Regions from separate parts of the Rattus norvegicus genome. Here region 2 is linked to region 1. A link is a contact called in public Hi-C data. All regions are on one chromosome and are shown on one strand. Each heading gives the region's core, a stretch centred on a gene start, on an enhancer-like site or on the middle of the called end of the contact. The rest is flanking DNA. Distances are from core to core; before and after follow the strand shown.

Evidence for each region. Hi-C and Micro-C count contacts between places; a contact is called where the count stands out from the background.
Region 2: a contact with region 1 is called in a Hi-C map of Schwann cells, with 1.9 times the contacts expected there. The contact joins two enhancer-like sites. A contact is called at or near these places in 5 of 12 Hi-C or Micro-C datasets (the Rat2 cell line, Schwann cells, hepatocytes and 2 more).

Annotation. Positions count from the first base shown.
Region 1 is chr6:112,303,968-112,309,468 of GRCr8, reverse strand. No RefSeq gene overlaps it. Among named protein-coding and RNA genes, the nearest start is that of Cipc, 19 kb to the left of the region's middle. Within about 2 kb of position 1,543, at least 20 of the 93 cell types and tissues checked have an H3K27ac peak or open chromatin away from gene starts, as enhancers often do. A contact at or near this core is called in Schwann cells, where this site is marked.
Region 2 is chr6:112,352,392-112,358,059 of GRCr8, reverse strand. No RefSeq gene overlaps it. Among named protein-coding and RNA genes, the nearest start is that of Zdhhc22, 15 kb to the left of the region's middle. Within about 2 kb of position 3,784, at least 59 of the 93 cell types and tissues checked have an H3K27ac peak or open chromatin away from gene starts, as enhancers often do. A contact at or near this core is called in Schwann cells, where this site is marked.

The sequences.
Region 1 (5,501 bases), core at 294-2,793:
AGATGGGGCCAACACGCTCCCTCGGCCTCCTATTTAAGCGCTCAAATCCATTCCTTAGGTCAGAATCCTGAAGCCCTAATCACTTTTCAAAGGACCTGCCTCTCGGGACTATGGCTTTGCTGAGGTAGCTTTTCACATATGAGTTTGGAAGAAGCACCATTCTTCAGACCAGAATGCCTTGCTGGTTCCACATAACGTATCTACTCCTGGGATGTTCCTCAGACAAACATGCTCCAGGAGACTAAGAGCCCTAGAAAGGCCACCCTGCTGCTCTCTGGGGCTTGTCAGGCCAAGCCAACTGACAGCCACTTGTTCACAATTAAGTAGTTATTTACCTGTTGGCAGAAACTAAGCTGAAATCCATTTCCTTGGGGTGGGGACTCTTCTGTGTGCCAAGACCCAAGAGAACTAAAAAAGAGTGTCCTGATGGCAAAGATTTAAGCACCTGAAGCCTTAAGGAGGCAGGTTCAAGGGGTGGTAGAAGTCCTCTCTGGAAGGCTATGCAGAATGAACTTGGTTAGCCCCTGCATGTACGCCTTACTGTTCTTGTGCATATGATTAACCAATACTCTGCTGAAACAAGGGGGAGGGAGATTCAGGATCCCTGCTCTGTCTGCAATAGGAGGCAGGGCAGCGGTCCTAGGAGCTCCCCAGACATACACACAGGCAAAACAATCATGCACATAAAATAAAAGTTTCTATTTTTTTAAAAAAAAGTGTGTGTGTGTGTGTGTGTGTGTGTGTGTGTGTGTGTGTGTGTGTGTGTAAAGCAAGAGAGAAAGAATGTGTCTGTGTCTGTGTGTGTACTCGAATGCATGGAAGCCCAGGGGACAGACGACCTACCATACCCTCCTCAGGAGGCATCTACCTTGTTTTTTGAGACAAAGTCTTCCGCTGGGAACTGGGGCTGACTGACTAGACAAGGCTGCCTGGCTAGTGGACCCCAGGGATCCCCTGTCTCTCCCTCTGCATCCCTGAGCACAGGCCCAGCTTTGGTTTTTCCCACTAGGTTCTGGGGCTCCACCTTAGCTCCTCATGCTTTGCAAGACAAGGAAGACAATATTGAGCTCTCTCCCCAGCCCGGCCTCTGTTTTGTTTGCTTACTTGGTTGGTTGGTTGGTTGGTTTGGTTCTCTTTGAGACAGAGGCTCGTGTAACTCAGGTTAGCCTGGAATTCACTGTGTAGCCAAGGATGACCATGAAATCTTGGTCCTCTTGCCTCCACCTCCTGGGTGTTGGGATTACCACGTACCATTACATCAGGTTTACCTAATCCTAGGGGTCAAACGAAGAGCTCTTAGCACAGCTCAACCAGCTGACTACATTCCTGCCCTAAAGCCTGGGACAGAGTCGTCCCAGGTTGGTGCAAGGACAGGGAGAGCAGAAGAGTAGGATCCAGCCAATTGTTTTTCAATAGCTAACCAGACTTTTAAAGGACTCTCAGACCACAGCTCTATCACCCTGGGGACATTATCATTAGAACTGTCCCCAAGTTCCTTCCCTCCCCCATCTCCCTGATTTGCTCTAAGCTTTCCAGAAAAAAAAATCTTTTGTCCCCAGACAGGAGCTTCTTGTCCTCAGGCCAAGGCCCAGCCTCCCTGCTCCCTCCCTCTCCTACCCCCGGGTGAAGTCAGGCCAAGGCTGGGTGAAGAGTTCGAAGGGTGTGGGCGTTCTGTGCTGGAACAAGGAGTCCTCTTTTTGTTGCCACTGATCTCTGTCATTTCCAGACAGATAGGAAGTTAAAAAAAAAAATCAAAAAAACAAAAAAACAGTAAACATTCTTCTTCAGTCCTAGAGGACAGCTGAGGGACGAGCAGGAACCTCACATGGAGGCCCTGCCTTTAGGGACCACAGGTAGAAGATCCATGGGGGCTCCTTTGACAAAGCCCGAGGCTCTGTGAAACCAGCCCCACCCCACCCACCCCACCAGGCCTGGGAAGTGACCCAGTGCGACCCTTTTGTTTTAGCTGGTCCAAGCTCAATCCCAATGCATGTGATGGGGAGGGAGGGGAAGTTGGACCTTTCAGGTCATAAAATTCCACTGTCCCCTCAGGGAGTTAAAGCATCTCGGTCAAAGACAGCAAGTGACAACTGTCATCTTCCTTCAGAGATGAATCTTCTGTTGAAGTATGGAGTTGGGGGCCACTGGACTCTAGGGATGTGGGCATAAAAAGCATTGTCAGTCTCTCATACGAACACCTCCACCCGCTAGTAGCTTTCAGGGTCTGAGTGATAGAGGAGCAGAAGAAGGAGAAAGAGGAAGAGGAGGAGGAGGAGAAGGAGGAAGAGGAGGAAGGGGAGAAGGAAGAGGAGAAGGAGAAGGAGCTGGAAGAATGGAGGAAACAGGGCTGCCCTCCCTGTCTCTGGCAGACAATGAAATCTCTTCCTTAGGAGATCCCTGGGCTCTGCAGAAGGCTCTGTGGTTCTCCCTTAAGCATCCTTTATTCGCAACTCCATACAGGTCAATAATCTGGACTCCATCTTCACTCTCCCTAAACTCAGCATCCCTTCCCACTTCCTGCTGAAAGTCCCTTGTTCCTCCAGGAGGCACTCAAACCACAGTGGCTGACTCAGCCATGCCTGCAGGAAGCCTATGGGAAGCACTCACAAGGCCACTCCCAAAGAGATGGTTCTACTGAGCCCTGGGATCCTCAGCTCTGAATGTCTCTGTGGATGAAGACTGTGGGACCAGAAAGCCCTTGGGAGTATAGCTTTCAGCAAACAGCTTTGACTTTTCCTTTCTTGCTTTTCTATTGCTGTGCTATGACCAAGACAGCTTGTAATTGAAAGTGATGATTTGGATTTTATAGGCTTAGTGCCCATGACCACCATGATGAGAAGCATGGCCTCAGGCAGACATGGACAGTACAGCACAATAGCTGAAAGCTCACGTCTCAAACCACATGAGAAGCAAAGAGAGCTACCTGGGTATGGCACTAGTCTTTTAAAAACCACAAAGCCTGGACACGCCTTCTCCAACAAGGCCACACATCCTAATCCTTCTCAAACAGTTCCACCACTGGAGGCCAAATATTCAAACATATGAACCAATGGAGGACTATTCTCAACCAAACCACAGCTCCTGTTCCCCACATTCCCTCAAGTATTGTTTTCTGTTTCTTTTTTTTTTTTTTAAGATTTTTTATTTTATTGTATGAGTACACTGTAGCTGCCTTCAGACACACCAGAAGAGGGCATCAGATCTCATCACAGGTGGTTGTGAGCCATCATGTGGTTGCTGGGATTTGAACTCAGGACCTCAGGAAGAGCAGTCGGTTCTCGTAACCACTGAGCCATCTCTCCAGCCCCTTGTTTTCTGTTTCTTGTTTCTTGTGTTTTGTGTTTTGTTTTAAGACAGGATCTCACTATGCACCCGGGGTTATCCTGAAGCTATGTAGACCAGGTTGACCTTAAACTCACAGAGATCTGCCTGCCTCTGCCTCTCAAGTACCCACATTGCTCATTGCTTCTCTCTTTTTTTTTTTTTTTTTTTTTTTTGGAGCTGGGAACCGAACCCAGGGCCTTGTGCTTCCTAGGCAAGCGCTCTACCACTGAGCTAAATCCCCAACCCCACATTGCTTCTTCTTTCTTTTTCTTCTAATGATATTTTTTATGTATCTGGAGAGAGTTGTACACTGAGGTGAGCATGTGGAGCTCAGAGGACTACTTGGAGGAGTCGGTTCTCTCCTTCTTGTAGGTCATGAGGAAGAAACTCAGGTCATAAGGCTTAAATGCAGCAATCTTTACTTGCTAAGCCATCTCACTCCACACACACATACCTCTTTTATGTGTGCATGTGTGCCTATATGCTTGTGTGTGTTTGTGTGTATATAGATGTGCATGGGATTGACGCCAGAGGTCAACCTTGGGTCTCATCCGCAAGAATAATTCTACCTTGTTTTGTTTGTTTGCTTGTTTTGTTTTTTAAAGATTTATTGTACACTGTCGCTGTCCTCAGACACACCGGAAGAGGGCATCAGATCGCATTACAGATGGTTGTGAGCCACCATGTGGTTGCAGGGAATTGAACTCAGGACCTCTGTTAACCACTGAGCCATCTTTCCAGCCCTCTACCTTGTCTTTTTGAGATGGTGTTTTCCAGCGGGACCCAGGGCTCACCAGCTAGGTTAAGCTGGTTGGCGAGCCCTCTCAGAGTCTCCACCTCCCTGGCACTGGGATTCCAAGACATGCCATCCTTGGTTTGGTTGGTCGGTTGGTTTCCTTTACATTCAGATCCTCCTGTTTGCTGACTGAGCTGTCTCCTCAGCCTTGCACTTTTTGTTTTTGAGACAGGGTCGGTCTTTTCTTGGCCAGTGAGCCCCAGAGATCTAGCTGCTCAGAACTGGGATTACAAATATATGCCTCATGGCCAGCTTTATTTATTTATATATATATATATATATATATATATATATATATATATATATATATATATACACACACACACACACTCAGGGGATTGAGCTTGGTCTTCACATTCGTGTACAAAGTGTTTTATGAACTAAGCTGATCTCCCTTGCTCTCCCACACCAGGGCCGCAGTACAACCTTTATAATCTCTTACACAGGACCTGGAATGCTCAGGGTCCAGTCCCGCGGCTACAGTAATGGGTAGCCTGCCTGCTCATCCACCAGTGTGCACCTTCTATTATGAGTACCCCACAGGCGTACGTGTTTGACAACTTGGAAATCGGGGCAGTTGCACCATCTTTAGGACATAGGACCTGCCTGGATGAAAGTAAATCACTGGGAGGTAGGCCTTAAATGTTGTAGCCCAGCCCCAGTCTGTATGGATATGTGCAGTGGTGTTTTCCATATATATATATATATGTCCTAGGGAGTTACAGACGGTTGCAGGCTGTCATGTGGGTGCTGGGAATTGAATCTGGGTCCTCTGGAAGAGCAGCCAGTGCTCTTAGCAACTGAACTATCTCTCTAGGCCCCCAGACTGCTTATTGTCAGCTACAAGATGTGAGCAGACCATCTTGTACTGCATCTGGAAGCTGCCCATCAACACAACTCACTACTACAAAGGACACCATCCTATCAAGTGGAGAGTCATGTAAATCCTTCCTCCTGAAATTCTTTGTTCTGAGACACGATTTTTCTATGTAGTGCTAGCTGTCCTGGAATGAGTTCTACAGACCAGGCTGGCCTTGAACTTAGAGATTTGCCTGTCTCTGCCTCCCAAGTGCTGGGATTAAAGCACGTGCCACCATGCTTGGCTAAATTGTTTCTTCTTTTAAAAGGAAGAAGAATTAGAGAGGGAGGAGGAGGAGGAGGAGGAGGAGGAGGAGGAGGAGGAGGAGGAGGAGGAGGAGGAGGAGGAGGAGGAGGAGGAGGAGGAGGAAGATTATTATCATGTGTACTGTGTGGATGGGCATTTTGCCTCCACGTACTTCTGTGCCACACACTGTGTGCAGTGCTCCTGGAGGCCAGAAGAGGGCAACACATCCCCTAGGATCGGAGTTACAGAGGCTTTTTGTAGGCATGTTGGTGTTGA
Region 2 (5,668 bases), core at 2,535-5,034, 46 kb before region 1:
ATTAAGAACACATACCGCTCTTCCAGAGGGTCTGAGTTCATGTCCCCGCTCCCACGTCAGGTGGTTCTCACAGTCACCTGTGACTCCTGCTCCACAGGGCTCCACTACCTCTTCAGGAATCTGCACTCATGTGCACAGATACAGAGACTATACATTTATAGACACGCTCGCACAATTAAAAATAATTTTAAAACAACTTTAAAGAAAGGCGAATCCGACTGCTTGGGTGAGGAGGCAGAGCCTAGATCTCTTCTGTGGCCCTGAGAGCCTGCTGTGTGGGGCAGGCGATGCCTGGAAACAGCTCCTCTCCTCCTACCTTCCCTGTATACAGTGCAGGCCCAGCTACTCCACTCATTCCTCAAACAGTCACCGAGGCTAACTCTGTTCCAGGCGCGGTGCCAAGAACCAGAAAAGCAAAGATGAATGAGACTTCAGGGAGCTTACGGGGAGGAAGACAAATTGCAGACCGCTGTGATTCAGCAGTCGGTGCAGGCTGAAGGGAAGACAAGGTGCTACGGAAACCCGGAGGACAGTGCAGCACCCCCTCAAACGGGGGTGGGCTGGAAGGCTTCCCAGAGGAGGCAGCATGTAGATGAGGCAGGATGCATAGAAGCACGCCAGGCATGGAGAGAGGAAGGCCGTGCGTGCGTAGACAGAGGTCCCTGTGATTTCTGGGAATTACAAGTCAGGGCTTGGAAGTGATAGTGCTACATCCCGGAGCCGCAGTTAGGGATCCTGCCCTTAGGTCACACTCTCTAAGGACCCTGACTCAACTGTAGTAATTTCTTAGGAAGCCATGACTCACCTCAACTCACGGTGTCCCTTCGGGAGAAGAAGGGGCCAACTGATGTGTGAAAGGCCTCCGTAGTGGAGACCATTTCTGAAGGGTCTGTCCAAAGCGGCTGAGGAATTCAGGTGTCTTCCTCATAGTCTCAGCAAACAGGGTAAAGGGAACCCTTCCTACCACAATAACTTACAGAAAGATCAGAACCCTGAAGTGTGGGGGCTGACCCTTCCTTGTGTCCATCACCCTTATCCTACCTGCCAAGGTGTTCCCTTGTGGCTATGTCCGGTGACCTAGTGCCTTCTTATAGTTCTTCCTTTTGCCCAATTATCTTTAGCCGACATGGCTCCAGCCTGTCCACATCTCATTCCTCTACAGGGCTTTGCCTTACCTGAACCAGACTAGTCTGGAACCACATGCCTACATTCCCATGGTTCTCTGTTGGTGTTATTACCTCCTCCTGGGGGTTGTCTCCTGCCTGCACTGCACACCTCACAGACCAGGAATGGAGAGAGGGGTGGTTTTGTGCTAACTCCGTGATGACATATTTTTTTTTAAAGATTTAATTATTTATTACGTATACAATGTTCTCCCTGCATGTATGCCTGAACGCCAGAAGAGGGCGCCAGATCTCATTATAGATGAGATGGTTGCTGGGAATTGAACTCAGGACCTCTGGAAATCAGGCTCCTCTCTGGCCTGCGTGTGATGCCGTCACTCCTGAGCTTTCATCCTCTCCAGCCCTCCATGCTGACATCTTTCTATTAATAGGATTAATAAAGACTAGCATTAGCGGGCATTCCCCCATTGCCTGGGCCGTGTCATTCATAAACTTCACCTGTATTAAGTCATTTATCCCCTGTAGCAAGCTTGTGAGGTCAGCTCTGCTATAACCCTATTTCCCAAGCTTAAAAAGGAAAAAAAACCGGGGGAGGGGCACGGAGAAGTTATTCGCCCAAGGCTCCCAGTTAGTAAGCGGCAGAGCCTAGCTTCTCGGCCATGTGGCCTGATCCAGAGTGTAGCCTCTGCTTCCAAGCACCCTCTGCACAGCGAATTGTTGTAAACACTCAACGAGTTCTCTGCTGAAAAGAACACGGAATCAAATTTTCCCTCGGTAATTCTTGGGTTCATTCCTACAGTGTATGAGAGGAACAGCTAGACTGTCACAGGAAGTAGCGGTCAGGAAGAGCCGGGCTCCTCCTCTGCCTGGAGGCTCATGACGTGTCCGTCTGCTGGTGGTGTGGCAGGCTTCCCCAGACTGGGGAGAGTGACCACTTTGCACTGGGAAAATGCAGCTTTCTAGATTCTAGGATGACACCTCTCTAAGGAAAGGCCCAGGTTCCTCCTGGCTACACCCCTATAGAGACTAAAGGTGGTCAAAAGGTCAACATAACCCCAGCTTCTGGAGAGTCAGGGAGAGGAAGCATTGGAGTGTGGGGGTCGGGTATCCGGCAGTAGGCTTCCGGAGCCTCTACACAAGCTCTTCTACTACGCTGGGAAAGAGAGCTCCGGCAGAACCGTGACTGGTGCTGTGTGGCTCACAAGCTAAGTCCTCTAGACTGAGGGAAACAAAGGAGCAAAGATCTGCAGTGGGGCCTGGCACTTCCTCACACCGGAACCTCCGAGAAGGTCTCATCACTGAGAGATAGGCCTTCAGGGTAAAAAGCAGTCCCGAGGGGCTGGGGATTTAGCTCAGTGGTAGAGCGCTTACCTAGGAAGCGCAAGGCCCTGGGTTCGGTCCCCAGCTCCGAAAAAAAAGAACCAAAAAAAAAAAAAAAAAAAAAAAAAAGCAGTCCCGAATGCAAGCTCTCTCCCTGTGCCTGAATGCCCCACCTCTGGCCTGCTTGTAATGCCTTTACGAACCTCCCCGCAAAGTATTTTCAAGTTCCTGGCGGCATTTGCCACTATTGACCATGAAATTGACCATGAAACGAGATGCGTCCTCAGGTAGGGAGCTAAAGGAGAGGCGAGTCAGAGTCTAGGGAAGGGAGAACTGGGAGGGGAGAATGTGATGGCAGGGGTGCACGGGGAAGGAGCCCTGGGACGGTGCTCAGTACTGGGATGCAGTACTAGAAGAGTGGGCGAGACATCTGGGCAGAGGACAGTGAATGAATAGAGCAGTGGCCTCACAGGTCCTCAGGCAGTCAGTGCCCTCTGCCTTCCCCCGAAGGATCACTACACCGAGTACTGCAGGCCTGGTGATTCTGAGTTCTTGGCCCAAGCGTCAGGAAAGCTGAGTCCTACTCCTGTTTGTGCGGCGGATGTACTGTGTGACCTGGTCCATTCTGCCCTGTAGCAAACCTTCCACTTAGTGTGTTGTGCTGTGGACGCTGTGTAAGACAGCAGGAATCGAACCTCAGAGGAGAAGCAGTATATAGTTTGAGAGCTGGAAAGACAGGAGATAAAATCACATAAACTTGATTTTGATGGATACAAGCTGCAGAGGTCGCACGAACAAGAGAACACTGTTCTTGCGTTTAGCCCAAGATTGTAGAGATCGCTCACAGGGCCCAGGAAGAGGGAGGCCCGCCCGAGGCTGCGAGGCCCATCCACGGAGCCCGCCGAGGCTAAGAAATCCCTCACCAGCACAGCGTAATTAATCCACAACAGCAGGGGAGAGAGTGTGGCGGCTCTCAGAGAAAGGAGTTAATTAGCAACGCTTTCGGGAGAGACAATTAAATTACAGGAGACAACAGAACGGTTGGAGGACCCTGGAGCCCCCAACGCCGAGCACTTAGACCACGCGCGTAGGGGTGGTGTTTCCACCTAGCCACCAGCCACGCAGGGAAGATGCAGTACTCGCATCGGCCGGGAGGGGGCGCCGCCGCACGCCGCGCCTGTGCCACAGCCTGCGGGGACCATCCGCGCGAGACCCACCCCAGGGTCAGAGAGCTTGCCGGGTGTTTGCCTCCCGAGCCACAAAGGGTTTTAGCCAGGAAAGAGTGCATTCTGAGGCTCAGATCCCTGGTACCAAAAATAGGCTGACCCGAGAGCCGTCTCTGCATTGGTCAGGGAACAGACAGCCTGCCTAGAGGGGCGGGGATCCAGCAGCCTGGTCCGCAGCACCCAGACTGTGCTTCTGCGGGTTCCCAAAAGAGCACATTCCTGGGCTGAGCCCCCCTCGCTCTTCAGCCTCTAGTCTCCTCCCTCACTGCCACCCTGTGGCTTTGTTATAATCGTGTCCTTACTTGCTTTAGCCTAGTCCCAGAGTTGGTGAGTACTTGACTTAGAGAAGTTCCCCCAATCATGGCAGTGCGATTATTAATAGCCTTGTTCTGAAGAAGAAACCCGGGCTCAAAGAGACTGAGGAAGTTGCCCAGAAACACACAGTCGGTGAGTGAAGAGGTTGATATCTACATTCCATTAGCCTCGAGACCTTCCCCAGCCTCCGCCTAGCCTGATTTTAGCCCAAGCTCTAGCACAGAGCCTCTCATAGGTGCTAATTAAATAAGAACTACCGGATGAATAAGGTTTGTTTCCTTGTTTGTTTGAGAGGGATGTGAGAATTGCATGAGATGGTGTCGTGTGTGCGTGTGCGCGTGTCTGTGTGTGTGTGTGTGTGTGTGTGTGTGTGTGTGTGTGTGTGTCTGTATGTGTCTGTGTGTGTAAAATCCCCAGCAGTGCACTTGGACCAGCAAGGGTGTCCCTGCCCCTTGACAGTTCAGGAAATCCCTGGAGATCTTATTAAAACGCAGCAGGGCTCTGAATTTCTCACAAGCTGCTTCTGCTCACACTACCCTGTGGAGCAGGGAACGCTGGTCCCCACCTCCCACTTGGTCTGCACATTGGCAGTCATCCAAGGAGTTTCAGAAATTACTGATGGGTGTGGAACAGGGTGCCCTCCCTCCCAGAGAGGCTGATAAAACTGGTCTGGGTACGACCTGGCACGGATCTTTTTTTTTTTTTTTTTTTTTTTTTTTAAAAGAGGTCCCAAAGGATATTGCTCTGAAGCCCAGGCTACAGCTCAGTGGGTGTATCTGAAGGTGTAGGTGCGAGCAGAAGGGGTTATCACAGGTGTGAAGGACAGACTGCACTGAAGACTTGAAGGTTGAGTCATCAGATGTGGGGCCTAGCTAAGGTGGGGCTGACAACCTTGGTCCTGTTCCTTAGCTCCCACCCAGCCTGGATGGTTATAAAGAGGGGTGAGGCCTGGGGCAGGCAGGGAAGCACAGAGCCATTTGGCAGGTGTTCTCTAGGATCTGCCCCAGGAAGGGCTGCATTTTGGGTGTCTGGGCCTAGTGCCAGAGGCAGGCAGGGAGCTGGTGGATTTGCTGACTAACTTGACTTTAAGTACAAAGCAGAAAGCTGGTCTTGGACTAAGGCCAGCGCAGCCCGCCCAGCCCTCAGTTCCTTACCCGGCACAGTTCACCTGCAGGGATCACTGGAACTGAACATGCACCACACGGGGTCACACTGAACTCCTTCACATCAAGGCCCATCAATCCGTTAGTGCTGATAGAAGCAACCCAACACACAAGCAGCTAGCTAGGCTCTGAGAGGCAGGGTGGAGGCCTGGCCCCACATTCTCTCCCATTCATGCCTCCTTTCCTGCTCTTCCCGTGACTAAAACACGATTCCAGCCAGTCAAGTCTTCAGTGCAGTCTGTTCTGAAAACAACTCTTTAGAGGTTGAGGCAGGAGGATTGGTGAGAACTAGAGGCCAGCATCATGGTCTACAGAGAGAAACCTTGTCTCAAAGAGAAAAAAAAATTAAGGTTGGGGTCGCTGAGTTGCTCTTCTGGTAAAGACACAGACACCCAGTGAAACGAGCCAAGTTTGATTTCCCAGACCTACCTGGTAGAAAAAGAAAAGCAACTCCTAAAAGTTATCCCCTGAGCCTCCACACAGACAGACAGACAGACAGACAGACAGACAGACACACACA